Linked DNA regions of Oryzias latipes: region 1 is linked to region 2. A link is a contact called in public Hi-C data. All regions are on one chromosome and are shown on one strand. The core of a region is the stretch at or near the end of the contact, and the rest is flanking DNA. Distances in the headings are between cores, read along the strand shown.

Region 1 (6,147 bases), core at 1,970-4,469, 99 kb before region 2:
TGGATCCAGATCCTCTTCATCCAAACTTCCAGACAGAAATTCCTGCTACTGAACAGTTTTCCAGATTCTTGGATTTCTTCCAGATCATCAAGTTAATGAAATCTGTGTCCAAACCAACATATAAACTAGAATGAATGTCAAATCCATTCACATGTTAGTTTGCTAAAGTTCACCACTGTTGTTTTTCCACATCCAAAGAATCCAAAGGGAACATTCTTAGAACATTCTAGACACTGGATGGTCACATGACTTTATTCAAAGTCTGTCCACACATTGGACTGGAATGATGGACATTGATGACATCACGTGTGTGTTGATGCTGTGATTGGTCGGTTTTACCTTCGAGTCTCATAAACCTGCTGTACCTCAATCCAGATGGAATGTTCAAAGACCAATAGATCTCATTTAGAAACGGTTTAACAACGTATTAGGATTGAATTTGAGAAAATCTCTAGGCTGCTGTCCTGCTGTTAGTCCCCCCCCCTCCCTGTTGCTGGTTTCCTGGTGGGTGTGGCCAATCAGAAGTTTGCAGAGGCGGACCTCGTCCAACATCTGAGCTTCTAGAGGAAGTGGTCAAACGTAAACACTAATCCTCTTTTCAGCTCTACTTCTTATATTTAAACACATTTTTGTGGCTGATGTCAGCAGATCGCCGGACACGGACGCCTGGATCTGTTCCAGCAAACATCCGGCCTCTTTGGACCGATCCGGATTAGAACAAAAGCAATGGATAAAACTAAAGTGTAAAGCAGGACTGGGTGAGATGGTGGACCTGAAGTCTTGAAGTTACCGGCCTCAGGTGACCTCTAGTGAACCCAAACTGAGACTTTTTTGTTCACATCACATCATGGCTGCACTGCCATCACAGATGAAGCTCAGTGTTTAGGTTTAAGCACCTGGTCACCGTGGGGCAGGGTTCAGCCAACCCCCCCACCTCTGGAACATGGTCCAACATTAAAACTCCCCTTTTCAGGCCCCGCCCACCCTTCGGTCTCTTCTAAACTTTGAACTGGACGTCGTTTTTTCAGCTTCAGTGTTTTTGATCGGTGACCTCCGGTTCTGAGAAAGGTCAGTAATAAATCAAACGTGTGATCAGCGATGATTGCTGTCATGTTTCTATGCTGAGCTGTGGATGTCAGACTGCATGTCTGCTGTAACGCCGGTTCATCACGAAGAAGGAAAACTGGAGGTTTAAACGCTGAAGTCGTCCTGTTCAGTGTTGCTTTAAAACATCATCATGCAATTCAAATTCCTGTTCAGGTCCAATGAGGTGCCATATGTTTCCTTCCAGCCATTGTTATTGATATTTTCAGCCAAAAAACCGCTTTGGTGCTGAAAGTTCAACCTTTTGGTCTGTTAAGTCACCTGTCAATCATTTTCCATCAAACCAAACAGGTTTGGAAAAGCCTTCACTTTGGAATCCAATGGTGTTCAGGAATTTGAAAGTCCAGGACTGAAATGTGACCTTTGACTGACCTGTGAGTGCTCCAACCAGAGGCCGGACTGAGATCTACCCCACGGGGGGGTCAGTGGGCCCCCAATCAACCGTCTAAACCATCTTATTTTGACATCTTACACCAAGGAATTTGTTGAGGAAAGCCTTTGATCCGTTGATGTCAATGCTGGAGATGCTGCCGTAGCCCCCCAGCATGCCGTCCACCGTGGGGGGGACGTCCCTCCAGTAGCCCTCAGCGTTGGAGTAGAAGCTGGTTTCATCCTCTGCTTTGTCCCCCATCCTGCAGCGACCCAAGAAACCCAAAGTGGGTCACAGGACAGTCAACAGACGTGGACCGGAAAGAATCTCCATCCATGTTCTGGAAGAATCCTTCAGTAATAAACACCCCGACATTCCTGAAAGAAGCACCTCTAAGACATGGACAAGCATTAGGAAGACATTCAGGAGCATTTGCTGATCCTCTAGATCAGTGTTTTTCAACCAGTGTGCCGCGGCACACTAGTGTGCCGTGAGAGATGGTCAAGTGCGCCGTGGGAAATTGTCCTCATTCACTGATCTAAAAACATTTCCCATCTCCAGGAAATCAGCTCTGTGTTCATCCAAACAGGCCCTGATAAAACACTGAATAGTGAGGAATATAAAAGATTATACAATTAAATTTTATTTATTTAATTATCTAAAGGCCCAACTTCCTGCTTTTTCCACCACAACTATCACAAAAATGCACGTTAGATTGCGGGGGGCGTGGGGGGGGGGGGGGGGGGGGCTTGATCAATAAAGATCATGAATTTCTGCTTTTTTTTTCTTTGGATGCTGGTGTGCCGCAGGATTTTTGGCAGGGTTAAAGTGTGCCGTGGCTCAAAAAAGGTTGAAAAACACTGCTGTAGGGCATTTCCCAGATGCTGACAGACAGATTCACTTTCCTTCTTCCATTTCACAAACGCAGCTTTTGCACAGATCAGAGTCATTCTCTGACGGCTGTGACTGGAGGTCATGTGACCTAAGGTCATGTGACCTTAGGTCACATGACCACAGCTGATCCACAGCTGTCTCTAAAGGACCAGTTTTCTGGGGTCACCGTCCTCTGGAGACTAAATAGACCCACAATAGATTGTGAAGAAAAGAAAAGTGTTTTTAACACTCATCCTTTTTTAAGGTTTTCAGCGTGAAGCTCGCGTCTCTCCGGGTCTGGAGAAGGACCCGGATCAGAGGGAGCCGCGAGTTCTGGAAAACTTCAAAACAGGTAAAGGAATGAGTGCTTGGAACAAACATGTCTACGGTTTCCTCCTCCACATCGGAGTTAAAGGCCACATCTGTTCCAGAACGTGGAAAATGTGGCGTTTTTTAGATATTATTCACCAAGTTCACAGCCACCGGTCAGAAAACTGATCTGGAGACCTTTGAGGGTCTCACAACCCCCCTTCACGTGTGTGTAAATGTGTGTGTGTGTGTGTCAGGCCATCAGTGTGTCCCGTTAAAGATGTGCGTGTAGGAGTCGATTACAACTGGTGGTTAGTTTGGTTGTGTGTGTAAACTGTATGTTGTGTTTGTACGTTATGATATAATGCACATACGAACACGCACGTGCAGGTACACAAAGTATTGTGTGTTGTGTGAGTTACACATGCAGTACCCCCCCCCCCCCCCCCCCCCCACACACACACGTTCATTTCTGTTCACTGAACGTCCTCCACTCTTCTCGGATGCGGCACTGAAACCACTTCCGGTTGGTTCTCTGGGCTGCAGCTCCGTCTGATCGCATTAAAACATGAATCCACCGGTTCGCACGTGGAACACACGAGCGCGTGCGCGTGGTCCCTGTTAATAGCCTCGGCGCGCTCGCGCTATCACGCGTTTACCGCCTCAGAAAGAACTTGAAGAAGTTGGTTTTGGAACCGTCCGAAGTGACAGCAGAACCGTCATTCATTTCATCTGAATAATGTGGGTCAGCCGGGTCAAGCCCGAACCTCCCTCCAGTCTGACCTTCAGTCCACGTCCCGGTCCGCTTCCACGAGCGTTTGCGGCGTGGTCGCTGTCGTCTCCCCCAGGCCGGCTGCCCTCACCCCGGGACTCACGCTTCCATTTCAGGAGCTCATCCAAAACCGTGCACTCTGACGTCATTTCCTTATTTAGACACCGCGGGAAGAACTGGCGACAGCGCCCCTGGTGGAGGTCTGTGGTGTGACACGCCGGAAACGAGCTTTTCGTGGTTAATGGGACATTTTTACGGTTAGTTTTTTATCAAAACATTTTCTGTGTAACTCCATTATTACGTCACATCCGCAGAAATGAGTTCAGGTGACTATGGAGGTCAGACCATCGCTGCTCCGCTTCCCTGCTGTTCTAGACATCTGTGGAAAAAAGGAAATACTTTACATTTACAACATGCATGTAGAAAATCCTTCACAGGGGTGAACCTCCACCGAGGGAACATATCAAGCTGAAATGTAGAGCGGGTGCATCCACCCGGGGGGCTATGAGTCCCCTACAGATGCACAGACCCCACCCTAAGACAGGGTCCAACTTTTACACATTTAAGAACTGCAAGTTTGCCTTGAATCCAACACCGATGCACTTTAAGGGCTGTGTCAAACAATGTAAAGACTGTTGGATCACAGTTGGACTGTTTCAGTATCAGAATTCATCAGTTGACGTGTCATTTTTGATGAACTGCTTAGAAACTCTCTATTTCAACCTTCAAACTGTTGTATTATCTGCTCATGTGCACTGTCCCTGCTCCATAAAAGAGAAATAAATGAAGACATGTCTCTGCTCAGTTTGGTGATAATATCCTTATTGACTTGGTTTGGTTTTTGTTGTTTCCCTCTGCGTTTGTGTCCTCTGGTTGTAATCACTCAAAGATTTTGTCAGATTTATGATGTCAAACAGTATTTTCTAATGTTCAACTCAGTTCCATGTTTTGTAATGTTTGGTAATGTTCTAATTGTTCGTGAGCTGCAGGAAATGACACATTCTAGTCAGGAGACCCATTGCAGGGCTATGAAGCATCTATGTGGAGACTCTGTTCCTGAACACCAACAATCCCACCAATACTGTACATCATTCTGCTATTTAAAACAATCATCTCAGATTTAAAAAAGTCTTTAGCCTATTATTTTCTAAAAGGTTAAGATAAAGATGAAATAACAAAAGAATGATGTCATAACTTAGAGAATTGCCCTCATCAGCATTCGTATGGTCTCAGATTTGCATCCATTGATCATAAATTCTACAACAACTTCACTTTGTTTGGGTAACACTGACGTCATCATTGCCTGCTTTCTTTACGGTTCCTGCTCTGTTCGTTCAGGGTTACATTCATTTTAAATTCTGATCCTTTGAATTAATCATAAATGCAACAATATTGCAACAATGAAGGTTTCCCCTCGTTTACCTGCTCCACAGGTCGTTAAATCGAATCAGCAGGTGATTCACATGTTTGGTGGGGTTTGATGTCAGATGCAGTTCCTGACTCAATCCTCTGCATTTGGTTTCAGCCAATTCCTGTGGTTATTGAATTATCCTCTGAGGTTGTGGAAAACATTTGGTTGTTTTCAGCTTTTTGGAAAACTATTAAATATATTTATTCTTTATGTCCTGGAGATTGTATTTACATCAGGTTACTATTTCCCCACAACATTTACCTTTTGAAAACTGAACAGGAAGCGGCCGGCCGTTCCAGGACTGAGGACAGCTTTGTAAAGTGACCACTGGAGGGCAGTGCAGCATTGGGGGCGACTAGCTTGGGTTCTGTGTGGGACCAAAGGCTTGACATTGCACTGATGCAGGGCTTTGCTATGCTTTAGTACCCATCATGCATCTGCAACCATCTGTCACATCAGCAGAGTTTTCATGAAGATGTCTCAGTGTCACTATGATGAATGCATCTATTTTGATTGTTTCTGACATGACCAATACAATATTTAACAAAATCTTTCATTTATCCAGTTTGTTTTTGCCCCTAGTAGACCCACAAGCCTTTAAAAGCTTTGTATAAGGTGCTTTCTGTGTTTGTCAGCATCATTAGACAGCAGTGAGGGGTGGTCCACAGAGGGAAGGGGGCAAGGTGGGGATGAGGTGCCCCCCAGCCTGGCAGGAAGAGCTGAAAACAGCTTATCTCTGTGTTGAAGTTTATGACATGTGGAGTGAAAACTTAGATGATCTAAATGTAAGTTCAGTCCTTTGTATAATACTGAAAAAAGTTTTATGGGAAATATTCTCCATTCACCTATCCGTCCACTTTCTCCTGCTTATCTGTGACCAAGCAACAGAGGCAGCAGTCTCAGCAAATATGTCCAGACCTTCCTTTAGCAGCCACTTCCTGCAGTTTTAATGGGGAATCCCAAGATCTTCCAAGACCATCCATCCATCGTCTCTCCAGCGTGTCCTGATCTTCCTCAGGCTGTTTAACCACTGTGACATGAACACCGACCCAGGGAGACGTCCAGGAAACTCTGACCCACAAGACTCATCTTAACTGTCTCCTCTCAATGGGAATTGGAGAAGAGGCTCCACTCTAAGCTCATTCCTGGTGACCAAGTTTTAAGGGAGTGTCCAGCCACCTTGCAGAGCTAACTTACATCCGTAATCTAGTTCTTCTGGTCATAACCCAGAGTTTGTGACCTCAAAAAGTGTTGGAACAAAGATCGACCTGTAAATTGAGAGCTTCACCTTCTGGCTCAGCTCCCCAT
Region 2 (6,137 bases), core at 1,213-3,712:
AGCAGACATAAGGCAATGCAGTCAACCAGTCTGATTTCTAGCGGGAAATGAATTTCGGTTTACCTGACGGCTGCTCTGTTTCCGCCATGGCGACGAGCTTCTTCTTCTTCTTCGTGTGTTTCTCTGCCAGTTTAAACCTGTTAACGCTCCACAGCGCCCCCAGCGGCGGAGTATGCGATTACAGCCACCACCAGACAGAAAAGCACACAACTCTGACACATAAGGCCGCACAAAAAATAGGAAAGTAAAATTACGAGATTTAAAGTCGTAAATTAAAAAAAACTTTAAACTGAGATTAAAGTGGAAGTACATACAGAGTAGGAAGTGAACGCCACACAGCAGCAGAGCAGACCCACTAAACTCAATGGAACAGGTGAGTTAAATGTTTATTGATAACGTTCCAAATGTTTGGAATCTCATTTCTTTGATTTATGATTTATTAATGTTTTATCTATTGATGGGTGGTTTGCAGGATTTCTGCAGCCATTGATGAAGACGTTGGTGTCCCTGCAGATGTCCACTTCAATTCTTCATCTGTGTTTTATGTAGAAACGGGATGTTTTTCCTGGAGGAGGGGGCGTATATAACAGTTTACCTTCAGCATTGGTGTTCGGATGACAGGTTCATGATGTCATGAGACAAATGGACTTTTGGGTAGGAGAATGGAAAGGAGAATAAAGTAGTGGTCGTCTTGTCAGGGTTAGGACTTTTCCCTAACAAAGAGAAGAACCAAACAGGAGAAGAGAATTTTTGTTAGACTTCTGCAGAAGGAGAAGCCTGTCTGTCACAGAGGAGTTCTGTCCTCCCAGTGGATCCACTGGTTCTATTTTATGTTATCTGGTTGATAACATAAAAGTGGGTCATTCAGTCAAGCAGGAATATCATATATTGTATAGTCAGAACTTTTTACATCATTGTTTTTTTACTGAAAGAAAGAACTGAGACAATCATATTATTGTGATAATAGTGTGTAAGCAAATGATAATTACACAACTCTACACTCTACACCCAAACGCGTCTCTGAGCTCCTCACTTTACAGATGAAACTCCGCTTAACCGACACTGAAAACCGGCTACGCTGACAATAATCTGATTTTGAGTCACCAAGAGGTTCAGAATTTCTTTGTTTTTGAAACCTATCTGAGAATAAGGCTTCATAAAATGCTCCACATCTTTCATCTTCAAGCCTGGTTCTAACAAACAGACATGTTGGAGTTTTTTCTCGTGTAGGCAATGGCATTAATACAGCACAGAAACTTTCATTGTCCTGTACAGTATTATTGTCTCCAAACTGAGACGCTTTACAAAAGAGGTGTTATTTTGAAGTCACTTTCTCTGGAAAACTTGCAAAGGTAAAGCGTAACACAAAACAGATGCAAGAACTGCAAAGTATTCCACAATTAGACGAGGGGTGAAGGGCTGCACGGGGAAACGTGTTAGGGCTTTGGCATGGTTCGAATCCCGGCTAAGACCTTCCCGTGTGCAGTTTGCATGTTCAGGGGGATTTTCTCCATCAGTGGATGGATGAGGGGTGGTGTGGTGCAGTAATGCCTGCTGGTAACGTGATGTATTTTTGTCCAAATGAAAACACAGGAAGCCCTTTTGGAGGAACGACCTCCCCCTTTAGGCAGTCTGGCCCAGAAAATGATTGGCTTCCTATGAAAACAGAGCAAAGACTAAATGCCTCAGGTGGTCCGTGTGCATCCTAAATGCAAAGAATTCTACAAATACATACATAAAATACTTAACCTAGAAAACATTGTAAATACTGTTCACAATAATAAGAGAAAAATATGAAGTGAAAATGTTTGGTCCCTGAAACCAAGCAGGATTTTTTCAGCTTAACATTAGCAGTAAATAATATTGTTTATGGGAGTATGATTGTAGCTACATGTTATGTTAAAACAATACCTTAATAGTATTTCATTTTGTCTTACGCTACTTTGTCACACCGAAAAGTAACATGTCAGTGCTTTACATTACTTTTGTAATGGGTTACTCTGACTCCTGGTCGTCTGCATCAATTCACAAAAGGTTGTGAATTGGACCTTTTTTAATTGCCAGTTAAGCCAAATTTTCATTTATTTTATCATCGTATGCACACAAAGACATGTTGGTCAGATTTTTTGAATCACCAAATCGAATGTAAATATCAGAATTAATGTTTTTGATGCCGTGTTATACTTTGAATTACACAGTTTGCTCAAAAATGTTCTTTTTTATTATTCAACAGTTTATTATTTTGGGTAAATAGTACAAATGGTCCAATGCACAACCTTGTTTTATACCATCTGGGCTTTAAATCAGATTACAAAACAATAAATGCTGATGTTCCGGTTGGACAGTTTCTTTTAGCTGTTGTCTAGTTCATAGTAAAGTTTCTGTTATAAAAAAAATATCTTAGACAAAATTAAAACCAGAACAGATTCAGAAAAAAAGGTTGGTAGTTTGGTCTCTGGTGACGTCACTGAGGTTTGCGCAGCGGAACTCCGGTGGCTGAGGGGGCGGCTCCAGGGCGGTGAAAGCAGTGCGGGGGGCGTTTCCGTGAGGGCAGTATGTGGGGCATTTGCAGCAGAACGGCGGTGAGTTCGGCGCCTCCGGGGTCACTCCCGGTCATCCTGGTGACTTTACCGGCGAGAGCCTCTTCCGCCTGGACATTTACCGCTGCCCGTAGCGGACAGAAGGCTCCCGGTGATCGGTCTCTGCTGTGTGTCTGAGGTGGAACGGAGAAGCTAATGCTAGCTGCTGTTTTTAGCTCAGGCTAACCTAAGCCGGGTCAAAGGTCAGTGTACAGCTAGCCAAAAACCGACCCAACCAGGCACGTGACCACTAGTGGATTGACGTCGAGCCTCGTTCTTCGTGTTGCTCTGCTAAACGTTTAAGACCGTGAAGTGAATAAAGATGTTCAGGTGAAGAAGAACACCTGGAAGCTGTTGGCTGTTGTTCCGAGACATGTTCCTCTGCCACGGCCACGGCCACGGTCACCGTCCGTGACGACGCCGAACGCTGCGGGTTTTCCATCCTCACTCTAACATTTAGGAGGAAACGGTTATTTCTTCACATCTCAGAGTTCTGTTTGTGAACCAGAGCTCAGGTGGTTGAGCAGGCCGTCAATGAGTGAAGGGTCGGCGGTTCGATCCCCTGTTGATGTGACACTTCCCCTCCGCGGCTCCACTGGTGCAGAGTGTCCGGTGATGGTCAGAGGGGCTGGACTGTCAGTCTGCAGCTGAGCTGATCATCCATCACCAAGGATGGATGACGGACACACTGGAAGAGCTTTGAGCGTCTGGAAGAGCAGATCAATCCATGATTGCTGCCTCCCTTTAGCAGAGCCCAAGTATACTTGTAGTACCCTCACTGCTAGAATACTGTACAGTACAACAGGAGGAGACCAGGAACCTCTGCAGAGTAATGAGCTGTAGAGCATCAGACTGTTCTCTGCCTCTCAGCACTAAGACACGCGTCTGAAGACAGTCATGGCGTTCAGCATGGCTGCAGGTCAGTGCTGTGAGCTCTTCTGTTTGTTCATGGTGAAGGATTCAAACGCTGAGCACAGACGTTCCTGACAGTAAGCTGACATGTTTGTTTCTGTCTGATAAAAAGCCAAATGACTGTGAATACTTTGGGGGAAATAGACCAGTAATTTAAATACATCAGAGTCTTAACTTTGAGGCAGTTTGCGAGTAAAGTCTGGATGAAATCAAAAAGTCACCCAGACTTCCCTTTGGGTGACGTGGATCTAGTTTGGTGCAGCTCTTTGTCTTTTCGTACAGCAGTGAACTTTTGTCCTCACTAGTCCAGAAATGTCTCAATCAGAACTCATTCCAGTTAAAACTCTTAGTGGTCTGCATGGTGTAGCTGATGGTTCCCAAATATCTGGATTGGAAGGCCTCCATCTGGTTGTAAGAACCCTCTGGATGCTGAGCATCCTCTGAAGATGACGGCCAACAGGAAAAGAGATTGACGCTCTGAGTGACGGTCAGACCCGTGGTGACGTCTCTGTCTGCCTGCTGCAGGTGGGGATGGCCAAAGCTTGTGGATTTGTCAGACCTCACCACTTTGTCAAGCCGGTGTGCGGGACTCGAGTCTCTGGGAGGTACCGGTCCCACCAGCAGGGGCTGCCCACTCTGCCCGTGCCCCCTCTGCAGCAGACCTGTGAGCGTTACATCGCTGCCTTGGAGCCCATCACAGATGTCGCTGACCTCCAGCACACGAAGACGCTGGTGGAAGAGTTCCAGAAGGCCGGAGGGATTGGAGAGAGGCTGCAGAAAGGCCTTGAACAGCGAGCCCGCCGGGCCGAGAACTGGGTAAAGTCCCCCCACTGTGTGGTTTATGTCTAGTCTGTATTTCACATTTGCTCATTTTGGAAAAGCAAACGCAGCATAATGGGCTGACAGGGACTGAAGCTGGTCTTTTGCGTTCTGCAGTTGTCAGACTGGTGGGTTCAGGTGGCTTACCTGGAGTACCGGATGCCGGTGGTGGTCCATTCCAGCCCTGGGTTGGTTTTGCCGCGGATGACTTTCAGCGATCAGGCGGGTCAAATAAGGTTCTTATCTTCATGGACTCCAAAGTACTGCTGCTTTTGAGAAACCTGCTGGTGATTTTTATCAGACCTTTTGTTTTAGTGTTAAAGATAAAGTTAGATCATCTCCCCCAAACCTGAAAACTCTGAGAAACAGGCGGCTAAAACTGTAGAAACCAGATTTAAAGACCCGCTCAAATGAAAACGCTGCTTTTAGCACAGTTTTGAAACGTAAAACTGTTTCTGAGTACAGCGTTTCCCCGCGTGTTCACGTGTCAATATTCACGGTTTCACGTATTCCTGGGTCATGTGACTCCTCCGGTTCATCACAAAAACTCACACCAAGACGCTTGCATGAGACTTCTGCGTCCAAAGGAGGGGCTGCGGGGGAGGGTGGAGCGTAGAGGAAGAGCACGCCGACCCGTGGGCGTCCTCGCCGGCTGCTACAGAATATCTCCCAGCTGGTTCCAGCGGTTCCTGAATCACTAGAACCGAGTCGGTGCCCCTGCAGGGAGAAATCAGCTCAGAAAATCTCCTGAAGCGCTGAAGAAGATAATCGTAGAGAATAATTATCATCCGGATGAATGAACGACGGATGAAACGGCCTCTTCTGGACGAAGATGACCTCTGACACTGACCTGACCTGATGAAGGAGGACAAACAGAGTCCTGGTTTTAAGACACAGAGACGCAGAGAGACTCTCCTGATGTCATAGAGGACGCTACGGTACCGTCTATTGATCTGGTGATCAATGTTCTTTAATGTCTCACAAAGCATCAGAGATGTTTCAGAGGTTTGGATGAGGAAACATCAGACATTCTGCAGCCTGGGGGGTGGGGGGTGGGTCTCCGTATTGCTGGATTCGGCGTACCCGCAGGCGTCTCTGGGTCCTAATGCCTGCAGATACGGGGGGATTCTGTATTTCTTCATTCAGACAAAGACATGCCTTTTAAAAACTTGCAGTTGTTACATATAAACTGCTGTCATCGTCCACAAGCTCCGCCCCTTTCTGATCATCCACCTGCAGACCAACAGATCCATGACCGTCTTAGTTTTCCTGGTCTTAGCTGGAATCTGGATCAGAACCGGACGGATGGATGGACGGATCTGACACTGCTGTTGGTTCTGTTCCACCGCTAACGTTAGCTTGGGGGTGTTAAAAGCTGTAAGCTGGCGGGAGAATGTAAACAAAGGGATGATGGGAAATGTGTGTGGGCTTACTTCTGCACCAAGAGTCCCGCCCACAACTCAGGCGAATTTCTGATGAGCTGCTGCCGCTCTGCAGAAACTATGTCTAGAAAACAACACAGGCTTGTGCCGCCGCCCTCCATCAGCACTGAAGATGAAACCTGGCTGGGTCTTTCAGCCTGACAACCATCCCAAACACGTTGCCCGGGTAACGAAGGAGTGGCTTCATGAGAAGCATTTCAAGGTCCTGGAGTGAACTAGCCCGTCTCCAGACCTCCCCCCCATAGAAAGTCTTTGGAGGGAGTAGAAAGTCCGTGTTTCCACTTTGAGAAATCCTTTTTTAAAGCAAATGTTTCATCAAAGTTTCTCATTTCACAGGTTTGCTGCCAAACTTATCGCAGGTGTCCTGGACTTTAAGACAATGATT

Evidence for each region. Hi-C and Micro-C count contacts between places; a contact is called where the count stands out from the background.
Region 1: a contact with region 2 is called in a Hi-C map of embryo, with 2.1 times the contacts expected there. The contact joins the enhancer-like site here to the promoter of LOC101160707 in region 2. A contact is called at or near these places in 2 of 5 Hi-C or Micro-C datasets (both in embryo).

Annotation. Positions count from the first base shown.
Region 1 is chr12:30,158,888-30,165,034 of ASM223467v1, reverse strand. ntmt1 (N-terminal Xaa-Pro-Lys N-methyltransferase 1) reads right to left here. Exons shown (of 7, transcript XM_023960817.1): 3 at 3,730-3,807; 4 at 3,440-3,630; 5 at 1,577-1,736. The coding sequence starts at 1,735. Among protein-coding and RNA genes, the nearest start is that of ndor1, 17 kb to the left of the region's middle. Within about 2 kb of position 3,219, at least 7 of the 8 cell types and tissues checked have an H3K27ac peak or open chromatin away from gene starts, as enhancers often do. A contact at or near this core is called in embryo, where this site is marked.
Region 2 is chr12:30,058,722-30,064,858 of ASM223467v1, reverse strand. LOC101160707 (carnitine O-acetyltransferase) reads left to right here and starts at 2,462. Exons shown (of 14, transcript XM_020699938.2): 1 at 2,462-2,582; 2 at 4,017-4,307; 3 at 4,428-4,546; 4 at 6,089-6,137. The coding sequence starts at 2,556. It overlaps ptpa (serine/threonine-protein phosphatase 2A activator), which reads right to left and starts at 168. Exons shown (of 10, transcript XM_023960751.1): 1 at 64-168. The coding sequence starts at 88.